Regions from separate parts of the Mus musculus genome. Here region 1 is linked to region 2. A link is a contact called in public Hi-C data. All regions are on one chromosome and are shown on one strand. Each heading gives the region's core, a stretch centred on a gene start, on an enhancer-like site or on the middle of the called end of the contact. The rest is flanking DNA. Distances are from core to core; before and after follow the strand shown. Region 1 holds the start of Junb (jun B proto-oncogene). Region 2 holds the start of Jund (jun D proto-oncogene).

Region 1 (6,641 bases), core at 3,725-6,224, about 14 Mb after region 2:
TAGATTTCCTCAACAACAACAAAACAAAGGACAGAAGAAACAAAATGATGGGACAGAAAAATGTCACTTCAAACTGGTCTGAACGGAGTCTTCTGTCCACATGCAACCTGTTTGGCTTTTAGCTCCCAGCCTTTTCTTGTGCTGCCTGTGCTCTCAAATGAACTGCTTGCCACTGCCCTTGGTGGTGGAGCTGAGCCTCACGTGTTCATCCTTGTGTGTTTTCTAGTCTGCCCTGCTGGCTGGAAGCCCGGCAGTGACACCATCAAGCCCAATGTGGATGACAGCAAGGAATACTTCTCCAAACACAACTGAGATGGGTAAACATGGGTGAGCCTGAAGCTTGGATTTCACCTGTGCCCCAACCTGGATGTCCTGTGCTGGCCCAGAAAATGCTAGATTTTCCTCCACTCTCTGAAGGGGCTGGAGTCTAGGCTGAGGTTTTCTCATTACCCACCTGGAATCTGGTGAATAGTGATCCTGCCCTGAGCACACCTAGCTGGGCCCAGGTCTATAGGAAACCAATAAAGTATTAGGGACAGTGTAAGTCTGTGTTGGTGTGTGTTTAGTAGTTTTAGTAGTTTACACTCTGGCTTGTGCAACTGACTCTGTAGTTATGCCTCTTCACCACAAGGTGGAGGCATTACCTCATTCACGCCATGGTCTGAGCATGGTGGGACACAGTGAGACCAAATAATTACTAGGCCTGGAGGGATTCTTTAAGAGCTCTTTATGTTTCTCCTGAAGATCCAGGTTCCATTCCTGGAGCTTACATAGTTGCTTACAACCCTCTTTAACGCCAGATCCAACACCTTCGTCTGATCCTCCAGCACCAGGCATGCACGTGAACATGGGCAGAACGTGCATAGACATGAAATAAATACTTCTGTAAAAAAAAAAAAATAGGGGTCGGCAGTTTACTTCTGGATTCTGGCTCTTAGACCAGTGTCCATATCTTACCATTAACTATATAAAATGATATGTAACAGCTGGATCTTCACTGGGTTTTTACATTGGATGGGAATAAAAACTAAAGTCAAATTGCCCTGTGAGTTCAAGTTTGCGAACCTCTAGGCTCTGACCCAATTTTTTGTCTGGTACTCTGGGCAGGAGAGTGAGACCGGTAGTGAGAGTGGCTGAGAACGGGTGCTGGTTAGGCTAGGAGGTGGATGTTTCACTGAGCTGTATGCACTTGGGTAGCTTTTCTTTCTGAGTTTCACTTTCATTTTACAAAACAAGGGTGATCTGGTCATTAGTTTTACTTTATGTTTTGACACAAGAGTCCCCACACTGTGACTCCTTCAGCCTCTGCTTATTCTGGGGTCCTGCTGTTGTTGATACCTTCTGAGTGTTGTTCATTCCCCTTGGAATTCTTTCCCCTCTTTTTATCCTCATGCTAGGGGTGGATAGAATCCATAGTCTCGTGAATGATTTGGAAGCCCTCTACCACAGAGCCCCCCACTGAGCTATCTCTTGGAACTTAATGTATTCTCAGAGCCTCTGGTTGGGCCTCCCTTGAGGTCATCCACCTTACTGTGGCTCATTCCATTTCAGGCACACTCTTAGGATTCTTCAGATGATCTTGCTTCTTTGGCTACAAGAACTATATCGAAGGGAGCACTCCTTTCCTCTGTCCCGAACCTACACTGGCAAATCTGTTGGAAAGCTGACAGTTCAGTCTGTAGATGAGCTCGCCTCCCTTATCCCAGAAGGCACTTTTTGAACATATATTCCTCTTCCTGGCTCTCATCACCATATTCAAACCATGTTTGCTTTCGTTATAACAACAAAAAAAGTGTGGTGTTTTGTGGGTGGGAGGGTGCAGTGCCTAAGGAAGCCAGAAGAGGGCATTGCATCCCCTGAAACTGAAGGGGGGTTGTGAGCTTTCTCAGGTGGGTTCAGGCGAAGCAGCATTCTTGTACGGTCTGGAAGACATACCCTTAACTGTTAAGCTATTTCTCCAGCTCTTTCTTTTTTTTCTAAGAGGTTGTGTGTGTGTGTGTGTGTGTGTGTGTGCGCGTGCGCTCTCAGGCATGTGAAGGTAAATGGTTTTTCCTCCTGGATCCAGGAATCAAACTTAGGTAACAGTGGCAAGCATCTAAGCATCTCTACCTGCCGAGCTATCTCGTCTCACTCACCCCCATCTACTTTCCTTTTTTCTGTCTGCACGGTGTCTGAGGGTTTTGTTTGTTTGAGGTCAGGTTATGTTTGTTTTGTTTTGAGAAAGGGCCTTACTATGTAGCCTAGACAGGCTTGAGGCCCGTTCCCTTCACTACTGAATTATTCCTCGGCTCCACCTGAGTGGTACGGTTTCCTTTGCGCTTGGATCTTCCAGCTTCAAGGGCACCCAGATCCCAACAGCAAGTAGCAGCTTTGAACCTCCCACCTCAGCTGCTGGAGCCGGGTTGTGGCGACGCCCAGCTGCCCAAACAACTGCCGGGACAGGACCAGACCTGGCAGTCGCCGGCTTCTGGCCTGGCACACGGGAGGGGGACACTGGCGGGCGGGCGCCGCCCTTCCTGGCAGGAGTTGCCCTGACGGCGTCTGCAACTACAGGAAGGCTGCAGTTACTCTCCGCCAGGGTCGGTCTAATGGAGGGGGCGTGGGCGCGGTGGGGCTCCGGCGCCGGTCTGTTGAAAGCCGCTCGGATGGCTCCCAGGGCTCATGAGAGCACGGCCCTCCCGCCGCGGGCGCCCTGGACCCGGGCCTGGGGCTTTCCGCGCCCAGAAAGCCGCCTGCTCGGGAAAATCCCGGCCCCCTTCCCGGCGCCGCGGCCCTGCCCGGCAGAGCGGGGGGGAGGGGATTCCCGGAATCTGCCCGGAGACCGCGCTGGCGTCACTGAGCTGAATAGGCCCATATATGGGCAGAGCTTCCGTAACGTCAGCGGGGAAAGCCCCGGCGCACTCTGCTGGGCGGGGTCATGCTTGCACATTCCGCGTTTTGTCCTGGGTAGCTTGTTCCCCGCCACTGCCCGCCTGCGCAGCGTCTGGTGCCAGGACTCAGGGGATAGGAGGTCTGGGCGTTTGTACTGAACCTTATGATACCTGAAAGGAGCGAGCTACAAACAGCACCGTGCTTGGGGTAGCCCAATCTTCTCCCTCCATCCGCCCAGCTTGGAAGAAAAAAGAGACCACAGAAATTAATAAAGACAATTTTTTTTTTACTTAAATAGATTCAATAAAAAGTCAAACACACACACACAAACACATCTTAAAATAGACTTTAGACACGAAGTGCGTGTTTCTTCTCCACAGTACTATGCAGAGGGGGAGGGCAGGGGGCGGAGGTCCCTCCCTAGTATCCCCGCAGGCTGAGTACCAAGCGGCGGGGCCAGCTCCGCCGCGACAGCCCCCTTCTCCCCTCCCTGTTAAATACACAAATATATTATATTCAATATGAATTCAGTCTCTTTGCAGAAAAAAAAAACATACAAAATACGCTGGAAGGGGGCCATGTAAACCTCGAGGTGGAAGGACTGGGCGCAGGCGGGCGGGCCGGAGTCCAGTGTGTGAGCTGCGCCCCAGGCCTTTTGGCGGGTGCCCATCGCCTGCCCCCCTCACCCCAGTGGGGGGCAGGCGCCCAGCCTTCAAGGCTGGGGGTGTCCGTATGGGGCAAGGGAGGCTCTCAGAAGGCGTGTCCCTTGACCCCTAGCAGCAACTGGCAGCCGTTGCTGACATGGGTCATGACCTTCTGCTTGAGCTGCGCCACTTGCTCCCGTAGGAGACCGGCAGCACTCGACAGCCCCGCGTTCTCAGCCTTGAGTGTCTTCACCTTGTCCTCCAGGCGCGCGATGCGCTCCAGCTTCCGCTTCCGGCACTTGGTGGCCGCCAGCCTGTTCCGCAGCCGCTTTCGCTCCACTTTGATGCGCTCCTGGTCTTCCATGTTGATGGGGGACACAGGCGGCGTGGCGTCGCGGCTGCGTGCCTCCGGTACGGTCTGCGGTTCCTCTTTAAAGGCGGAAGCGCCGCGACTCAAGCCCAGCTGTGCCGGGTGGCCGCCCGCAAAGGGTGGTGCATGTGGGAGGTAGCTGATGGTGGCCGTCGGGTATGAGCTCCCAGTCCCGACGGCGGTCCCGGAGCCTCCAGAGGGTGCAGAGGCTGGGGAGTAACTGCTGAGGTTGGTGTAGACGGGAGGCGGCTCCGGACCAGCATAGACGCCCCCTGGGCCGGCCTGGGGACCCCCGCTGGCGCCCAGGGACACGTTGGGGGGCGTCACGTGGTTCATCTTGTGCAGGTCGTCCAGGGCTTTGACAAAACCGTCCGCAAAGCCCTCCTGCTCCTCGGTGACGCCGCCCCCTGTACCTCCACCGCTGCCACCCCCACGGGGGTAAAAGTACTGTCCCGGAGGCGTGGGCGTCGTCGTGATCACGCCGTTGCTGTTGGGGACGATCAAGCGCTCCAGTTCCGTGGAGGCTAGCTTCAGAGATGCGCCTGTGTCTGATCCCTGACCCGAAAAGTAGCTGCCTGCCCCACTGCCCTCCGGGCCTGGACCCCGCGCCCCAGGACCCTTGAGACCCCGATAGGGATCCGCCAGGTTGAGCGCCAAGGTGGGTTTCAGGAGTTTGTAGTCGTGTAGAGACAGGCTGCCAGGGCTCCGACCGTATCCCGCCGCTGCGTAAGAGTCGTCGTGATAGAAAGGCTGTTCCATTTTCGTGCACATCCGGGCGGCCTGGGCGATCTGGGAAAGGTCCCCCTGAAGGGCCGCCCCGGGCCTCGCTGCGGCGAGCGGCGAGCTGTCCTCGGCTGTGGCAGGACCCGGTGTCCGGTCGCGCGTCCTCGGGAGCTGGAGACGGTCAGCAGCGGCCAGTTGGCAGCTGTGCGTAAAGGCGCTGCTGGGCTTCCGGAGATTTTCTCTCCCTCCGTGGTGCGCCTGCTTTCTCGGCGTCGCTTCCCTCAGTTCCCCGCTCCCAGCAGGATCCTACGCTGGCCTGGCCACCCTCAAAGTCCCCAGTGCTCGGCCCCAGCCCCAAGCTTTTATACTGAATTTGTCAGCTGCGGAAGTGCACTCCGATTGGCCGACGCGGGAGCCAGGCCCCCGCGGCCCCCTCCTAGAGCGTGGGGAAGGGGAGGAGGCGGCTCGCGTCACTGTCAGGAAGCGCGTGTCCTTGTAAACAGCGGCCACGAGCCGGGTGGCTCTGCGCGGCTGCAGGGGGAGGGGCTGTGGAGACAGAGACACACAAGCAAAGGGATGTTGAGGGGCCGAGGCACATAGGGGCTAGAACTGCGGGAGTACAGCCAGGTGCTTATGAGATACACTGCAAGTGGAGATTGGATACCTTAGGATATCCCCGGAAAAGTCTCGTGGGACCCAGGGTAGCTGTGGCTTGTGAACTGACAATACAGTAGAAGACCCCAGAAAACAGAGAAGATACAAAACAGGGGCAATTGTTAACATTTGGCCTAGGAATTAACCAGAGGTCCCGGGTACAAAGTGCTTAAAGAACTGGAATTGTCAGTTGGGAGGAAAGGGCCAAGACACAACAGGGCTCAGGTACCTATTGTACAAGAAATGAGTAGGGGCTCTAGAGTCCATAGATGAGTCTGAGGGTTTCCCCATAAGTGGAAAAGGGAAGGAATTTTGGGGAGGTCAATTTAGATATTCAGAACAAAGGTCCTGGGGACGCTGAGGTAATCGGAGTAGAAAGATGGGAACATATCTAGCAAAGGTTGGGGTCATTGTGGATATTTGCAGAACTCTGGCAGAGAATTAAAATGGTCACGACATAGCTTCCTTCCGAGCTATGAAGGCAATGACAGGAGGGTATCTGAGATCTTCCTGAGAAGATGACTCGGAGGATCCCAGAGACCAGGACTTGTACGAATGAGGCTGTACCTCGTAGGTGGTCCCTAGGGCACTGACATGCCCAGTACCTCAGCCCAAAGCCCTCCCTTAGTCACCCGGGGCTCGCCCGATATCCTGTCAGCTTTTGGAGGGCCGATGGGGCGGGATAGCTGGGGTGCGGTCGCCCAACCCCACTCCCTTCCTTAGAAACAGGCTAGGGAAAGAGAGCCGAGGCAGGAAGTGTGGCAACAGCCCCGAGGGGGAAAGAGCCCGGCCCTGTCTCGTCATTGTGAGCCTAGGGGATGGTGCACCCTACCCTGGGCCTGCCAAATTCTGCGCCTGGGAAGAGGAACCTCGGCAAGCGACCCTTGGGGAAGTCACAACCCAGCTACAGACGCTTCTAGTCATAGTCTGATCTCCCCCATCTAGAAATGGTTCAGCCTGCAACCATCGGCGACTAATAAGCCTGGCAGCCGAGGACTGTTCCATTGGCCGGCTGGAGGGGGATGCAGCCTGGGAGCGGGGCCTCGTCACCAAGGCAACAGGCTGGAGTCCGTGAATTAGATTGGGGGCGGGGCACCCCCCCCTGAATTTCTCTCCCCAGCACCCATATTAGGGCACAGGAAGAGGTGGGACCAGTGCAGTCTTGGGGCGGCAAACTAAGAGCCAGGAACTCGAGGTAGCTGCCAGGTCCCAGGGCGCGCCCGGGCCCCCGGACGGCTAGTCCGGACCAGCCTCCACCGCCACCCCCGGGCTCCCCCGCCCCCCGGCGGCCTGACCCAGCCTCTCGGAACAGCTCTGGGGCTGAGTCCTGTCCCGCCCGGCCAGGTTGGACCCAGCCTGGCAGGTCCCCGCCTGCCCGA
Region 2 (6,322 bases), core at 161-2,660:
TAATCCCAGCATTCGGGAGTCAGAGGCAGGAGGATCTTTGAGTTCGAGACTAACCTGGTCTACAGAGTGAGCTCCAGGACAGCCAGGGCTACACAGAGAAACCCTGTCTCGAAAAGCAACCAAAAATGTTCAGGTCTTACTATTTCTTTACATTTTCCATGCCACTACAAAATGCTCTCCTTGCCTGATAGGGAAAGTGAGTCTCAACAGAGGTAAAACTTAATTTGGTACGTAAACCTGTCCCCAGTCAGCTCAAACCACCGCCTCCAGAGCGCACGCCCGCCCATCCCCCACCCGCCAAGGCCAAGTCCCAAGGTCAGGGCGGAGCCTCGCGCGCTCCGCCAAGCTCCGTACGGCCCCGGGGAGAGGCAGGCCTGGCGCCGGGGGCTGGCTGGCGTTGGGCCAGCACTAGCTGGCTCAGTCGTTTGGCGGGGGGCGGGGGAGGGGGTGCTGGCTGGGATATGGCTCGCGAAGCGCAAACCCCACGTGTGTGGTGAGGGGAGAGTCCACTCTATCTTTCTGGATGGTCACTTGCCTACAAAAGGGGATAAAACCTGGGTGTGTGGCTCTCTGAGGCAACAACTGGTCAAGGCTCGGGCGGGGGTTTGGGGGGAGGGGGGAGAACCCTCTGAGGCCTCAATGGCCTGGGCGAAGGTCCTGAGGTGCAAAGGAGCTCCAATGGGGTACAGATTGGAGAGGAGTCACAGAGAAGGGATGAGACTCCTCTCTGGTCTTCTAAGGGTTGTGTTGAGTGTGCTGGGACTTGTTGCTCCCACCTCTTCCACCTCCGTTCCCAGCAAGCAGAAAAGCCTGCATCAGGCCTGGTGGCATACTGTACTAATTAAGAGGGTAATTACCAGTCCGGATTCTCATTTGCAGGCTCCACTCTGGGACCCACCTCAGGCTCTAGAAGAGTCAAGAGTAAAAACGTGTACTGCCATGGCTGTCCAGAGGCCTGGCACCCTAGTTCTGTCCTTGGGAGGACAAATGTGTGGTAAATGCCTGTCCTTACAGCACATAGAAGGCAGAAGGATCACTTCTCAAGTCTAGCCTGAGCTACAGAAAAATTCTGTCTCAAAACAAAGGCAAAAACAAAACAAAACAAAAAAAACCCCACAAGCTCACCCCAGAACTTCCATCAGCAGGAGCCCCAGGTCAACCTGGGTTACAGCTTTTGCATAGTGCCCTTTAACTCTAGCACTTAGCAGGTCCACATCTGTAAGTTCCCAGCCAGCCCCAGCTGGAAGGTGAGAGATCCTTGCTCAAAACACAAAGTAAAACTCAACAAACCCAAGACTCAAATCTCATGCTAAGATGAGGTGATGGGCACGTCTTTCACGTTGAGGCAGTGAAATCACCCTCAGTCTTGGTCAGCTAGGGTACAGGGTGTCCTAATAACTGAAACCGAAGCAAGGCACAATGGCATATATTAGTCATCCAGAAGCCTGAGGTGAGATTTTGGGGGGTTCGGGAGGTCATTCTGGGGTACAGAGTGAGATTCTGTTTCAAAACGTCCCAATCCAGGGCCATAGGGTAGGCTTAGAAAGTAAACGTGACTGCACCCAAGTCGGACAGCCAGAGTGCCACACCGGGGAGAACAGACTCCCAACTCTCCTCTGACCTTCCTGGACACACACACACACAAAGCACAGATACCTACACAGACAAACACAGATACACAACCACACAGACAAACACACCAGCATGTAAAATAAAAACCGAGATCTGTAGGCCGAGGTTAAGAGACTCAGGCCTGTTACTGCCACACTTGGGAATATGAAACAGGGGGACTGAAGTTAAGTTCATGAATAGCGGAGTCTAGAGGATGAGATCCTGTCTTGACCCAAAACAAAGATTAAAAAAATTTTTTTTCACCGAGATCAAGAAAAAAACCTACAACTGATGGCTACCCTGGCTGCAGTTGGACTCCACACATCCCATCCTCAGTTTCCCCAAGGAAAAGGCAGGAGGTCAGCTTTTAGGGCGTTCGACTCCACCCTGTGAAACTGACAAGGAGCTAAGTAGTTGTGGGGACTCTCCAAGGGACCCTCCTCTGCCTCCCCCTTCCTGCCCACACCTGCCAGCTCCCAGCCGGAGGAACCCTGGCCGGCGCCCGGCCCCCGAGGGGCGTGCCTTCGGTGGGCGTGACGCGGGGCGTGGCTTCACAGAGGGCCTGGGTTTATGAGGCTCCACACATCACGCCACAGAAGTGCCAGAGACAGGGGAGAGATAGACGCACAGATGAGGTCCAGTTTGAGAAACAGAGAGGCAAGATCTAGAGGGAAGTAAAGAGGGGAGGAAGAGAAAGGGAGGAGAGGCAAGAAACAGCAGGGTAGGGACAGAGCCTGCCCGGCAATCCAAGCTGGGCGTGGTGACCCGGCCAAACCGCGTTCAGCCCCACCCCCATGACGTCAACCCACAATGCAGCGCGTTGTTGTGCCATGTAGCGAGCGTCGCTCTTGGCAACAGCGGCCGCCACCAGGCGAGGGCGTCCCGCTCCCGCCCCTTTATGCAAATCAACGACGTCACCTCGCGCCAATGGCGAGCGGGGGCGGTGAGCTCATCGCGGGGGCCGAGGCTATAAGAGTGCGCGCGGGCGGCGCGGGGCAGAGCGGCCGGCATCGGAGCCGGTCTGTACGGGCAGCGGACTGGGGGGCATACGGGGCCCCCCGGGGAGGCCGCGGCCACTCCCCCCGCCCCGGGGCCGAGCGCGGCGGGGGAAGGTGGGGATGGAAACGCCCTTCTATGGCGAGGAGGCGCTGAGCGGCCTGGCTGCGGGTGCGTCGAGCGTCGCTGGTGCTACTGGGGCCCCCGGCGGTGGTGGCTTCGCGCCCCCGGGCCGCGCTTTCCCCGGGGCGCCCCCGACGAGCAGCATGCTGAAGAAAGACGCGCTGACGCTCAGCCTGGCGGAGCAGGGAGCGGCGGGATTGAAACCAGGGTCGGCCACTGCACCTTCTGCGCTGCGCCCCGACGGCGCCCCCGACGGGCTGCTGGCTTCGCCGGATCTTGGGCTGCTCAAACTCGCGTCGCCGGAGCTGGAGAGGCTGATCATCCAGTCCAACGGGCTGGTGACCACTACCCCGACCAGTACGCAGTTCCTCTACCCGAAGGTGGCAGCTAGCGAGGAGCAGGAGTTCGCCGAAGGCTTCGTCAAGGCGCTGGAGGACCTGCACAAGCAAAGCCAGCTGGGTGCGGCCACCGCGGCCACCTCAGGGGCTCCCGCGCCTCCCGCGCCCGCCGACCTGGCCGCCACCCCCGGGGCCACGGAGACCCCGGTCTACGCCAACCTGAGCAGTTTCGCGGGTGGCGCCGGGCCCCCTGGGGGCGCGGCCACCGTGGCTTTCGCCGCGGAGCCAGTGCCCTTCCCGCCGCCCCCGGGCGCGCTGGGGCCGCCGCCACCTCCGCATCCACCGCGCCTGGCCGCGCTCAAGGACGAGCCGCAGACCGTGCCGGACGTGCCGAGCTTCGGCGACAGCCCTCCGCTGTCGCCCATCGACATGGACACGCAAGAACGCATCAAGGCGGAGCGCAAGAGGCTGCGCAACCGCATCGCCGCCTCCAAATGCCGCAAGCGCAAGCTGGAGCGTATCTCGCGCCTGGAGGAGAAAGTCAAGACCCTCAAAAGCCAGAACACCGAGCTGGCGTCCACCGCCAGCCTGCTGCGCGAGCAGGTGGCGCAGCTCAAACAGAAAGTCCTCAGCCACGTCAACAGCGGCTGCCAGCTGCTGCCCCAGCACCAGGTCCCGGCGTACTGAGCCCGAGCGCGGGGCGCATGCGCGGACTAGCTGCGGTGGGGGGGCGCCCCGGACTCTTTCGAGACTCGGTGCCCCCGGACTCGACAAGCCGGACCCCCCTTAACTCTGGATGGGGAACCCGAGCGCACGACCCCCGCCCTCGCGCCGCCTCTCTACCCCCAGTCCTGCGCGTGGCTGCCCCTTTGTACCTCCGAGTAGGGGCTCTAAGGGGCGCGCAGCCTCACGCTCTGCCTTTCCTTTTTTTTTTGCCTTTTGGAAGAGAGAACGGGAGTGTCCGATTCCGCCCTATTTATGTTTCTACTCGGGAACAAACGTTGGTTGCGTGTTGAGTGTGTGTTTCCTTGTGTTGGTTTTTTAAAGAAACGGGAAGAAGAAAAAAAAAACCCTCTCCCCTCCCCCCCCCCCCGCTCTCTCTCCTCCCGACACCATCCCCTCTCTTTTTGTTTGGTTTTGTTTTGCTACGAGTCCACATTCCTGTTCCGTAATCCTTGGTTCGCCGGTTTTGTGTTTTCAGTAAAGTCTTCGTTACGCCAGCTTGGCTGTCCGCCTCCTTCTTCCCCCGCCTGGGCTGAGGGTGGGCGGGGCTAGCCCTCTCCCATCCCCCTCCCTCCTCCTCTAACCTCTTTCCTCCCCTTCTTCCCCCCCCCCCTGGGGGGGGGGAACGCGGCGTGGGCGCGGGCCGTGCCTGCACATCTGCTGCGCAGCGAGCGCCACCTAGGTGCACGCTGTCGGCCCAGGTCCAGGTGGCACCAGGACGCAATCCTGGACTAGCCTATCAATTTAGCTGGTATATCCTTTAGGAAGAAGAGTGACTACATGGGAAGGGGCAGAAGGAAGTGCTTACAAGCTTGGGGCCTCCGGGATTCATCCATACAGAAAAGAGCTGGGCTTGCAGCCTGTGCTCACTAGATTTTATTCGCCTTTGTTGGTTTCAAAGGGTACCTCAGACCCAGAGCCTTCTCTGCAAGTCTATGTGGGAGCCTAGAATCATGTAGGTGCATTTAAATATCTCCCTGACACGCCCCCTTCTCGCAGCACCTGCTCTATTTTGAGGAAACAATATTCAGCGAAGTAAAGCAATTGTCTTGAGTCACATAGCATCTTTATTTTTGAGACAAGGATACTTCATGTAGTCTTGACTGTTCTGGAACTTTCTATGCAGACCAGCCAGAGCTCCCCCTGCCTCTGCTTCCTGAGTGCTGGGGTTAAAGGTATGTGCCATCACACCTGCCTGTTTCATCTCCGTTTTCAGTGCCCTGGGCTTAGAGCAGATTAATCAAGGTCGTCCAGCTCAGCCCAGTGGGAACATCTGACCCTAGGTCTCGTCTCCCCTCCCCTCCCCCATGTTATATATACAGTTTCCTGTCAGCCCTGGCCACTGCTGTTGAGACCCTGGGTCTTGAGGCTCTCAGGGTGTCACTGTGGGTGATAGGTCACATGGTAAGTCCCAGTGGGTGGCAGGTGTCCCTAGACAGCTGCTGAGTGCCTGCCTGCCCGCCCTGAATGGAACTCTTGTGGGTCCAGCTTGGTTCTGGCATCATCCTAACATTTGGGAGGCCGAGGCGGGAGACTCCTCAATCCTAGACCAGCCCAGGCTACACACCCTGTCTAGTAAGACTAAAGCTAGTAATGAAAAGGCTTGAACATAGGTTCCCTGGATGCTGGGATGACAATCTAGTTCATACAGTGTGAGGATGGAGCCCAGGGCTGAGTTTCCTGGGCAGGCACTCTCCTGAGCTTCGGGCACATAAGAGTTCCAGCTTGGGTACCATGGTGGAGTTTTGCAGCAGCTATGAAAGCTATACTCTTCCTTTGTGGGCCTCTATCTTATGTGCTCTGAAAAGGGGGTGTCCTGATCTTGGTTCCCCTCTTCCCTGTCCCTCTCAGGGCCAAGATGATTATTATTATTGTTGTTTTGTGGGTTTTTTTTTTTTTTTGAGACAGGGTTTTTCTCCTGTAGCCTTGGCTATCCTGGAACTCACTTTATAGACCAAGCTGACCTCAAACTCAGAAATCCTCCTGCCTCTGCCTCCCAAGTGCTGGGATCAAAGGTGTGTGCCACCACTGCCCAGCTGGGCCAAGATTATTGTACCCCTATTACACAGCAGTGGCCCAGAAACCTGTTCTACAGGCTGTGAACAGCATAGTAGAAATTTGAACTCTGACCTCTCCTTTGGCCCTTGAAATGTTGGGATACCATGTACACCAGTGTCTGCAGTGTTCTGCTTTTGTAGTGTTAGATGGAATCTGGATCTTTATAAAGATTTGTGTTGTTTGAGATGATGTCTTACTGTATAGCCCAGACTGGCCTCGAACTCAGTTTTTCCCACCTCTGGGACTAAAGGCATGTGCCACCACAGCGGCCCAATGAGGTTTTGTTGATGTTGGGAGTGTTTCCAGTCAGCTGATCAGAGCCAGGCTGGGCCCTGCAAGCCTGTGACTTAAGCACTTGCAATGTAGAGGCAGAAGGGCCATGAGTTTCAGTCCAGCCTGGGGTATATAAGGAGCCTATCTCAAAACACCAAGGACTCTTGACAGAGCACATCATGTGCCCAGGGGGCCTGGGC

What was found. A called contact is a pair of places that touch in the nucleus more often than the background predicts.
Region 1: a contact with region 2 is called in a Hi-C map of B cells, with 5 read pairs. The contact joins the promoter of Junb here to the promoter of Jund in region 2.

The regions. Positions count from the first base shown.
Region 1 is chr8:84,973,774-84,980,414 of GRCm38.p6, forward strand. Junb (jun B proto-oncogene) reads right to left here and starts at 4,975. Exons shown (of 1, transcript NM_008416.3): 1 at 3,136-4,975. The coding sequence starts at 4,656. The coding sequence ends at 3,622. Prdx2 (peroxiredoxin 2) reads left to right here. Exons shown (of 6, transcript NM_011563.6): 6 at 227-1,038. The coding sequence ends at 312.
Region 2 is chr8:70,696,329-70,702,650 of GRCm38.p6, forward strand. Jund (jun D proto-oncogene) reads left to right here and starts at 1,411. Exons shown (of 1, transcript NM_010592.5): 1 at 1,411-4,288. The coding sequence starts at 2,730. The coding sequence ends at 3,755. Iqcn (IQ motif containing N) reads left to right here and starts at 5,697. Exons shown (of 4, transcript NM_001370847.1): 1 at 5,697-6,322.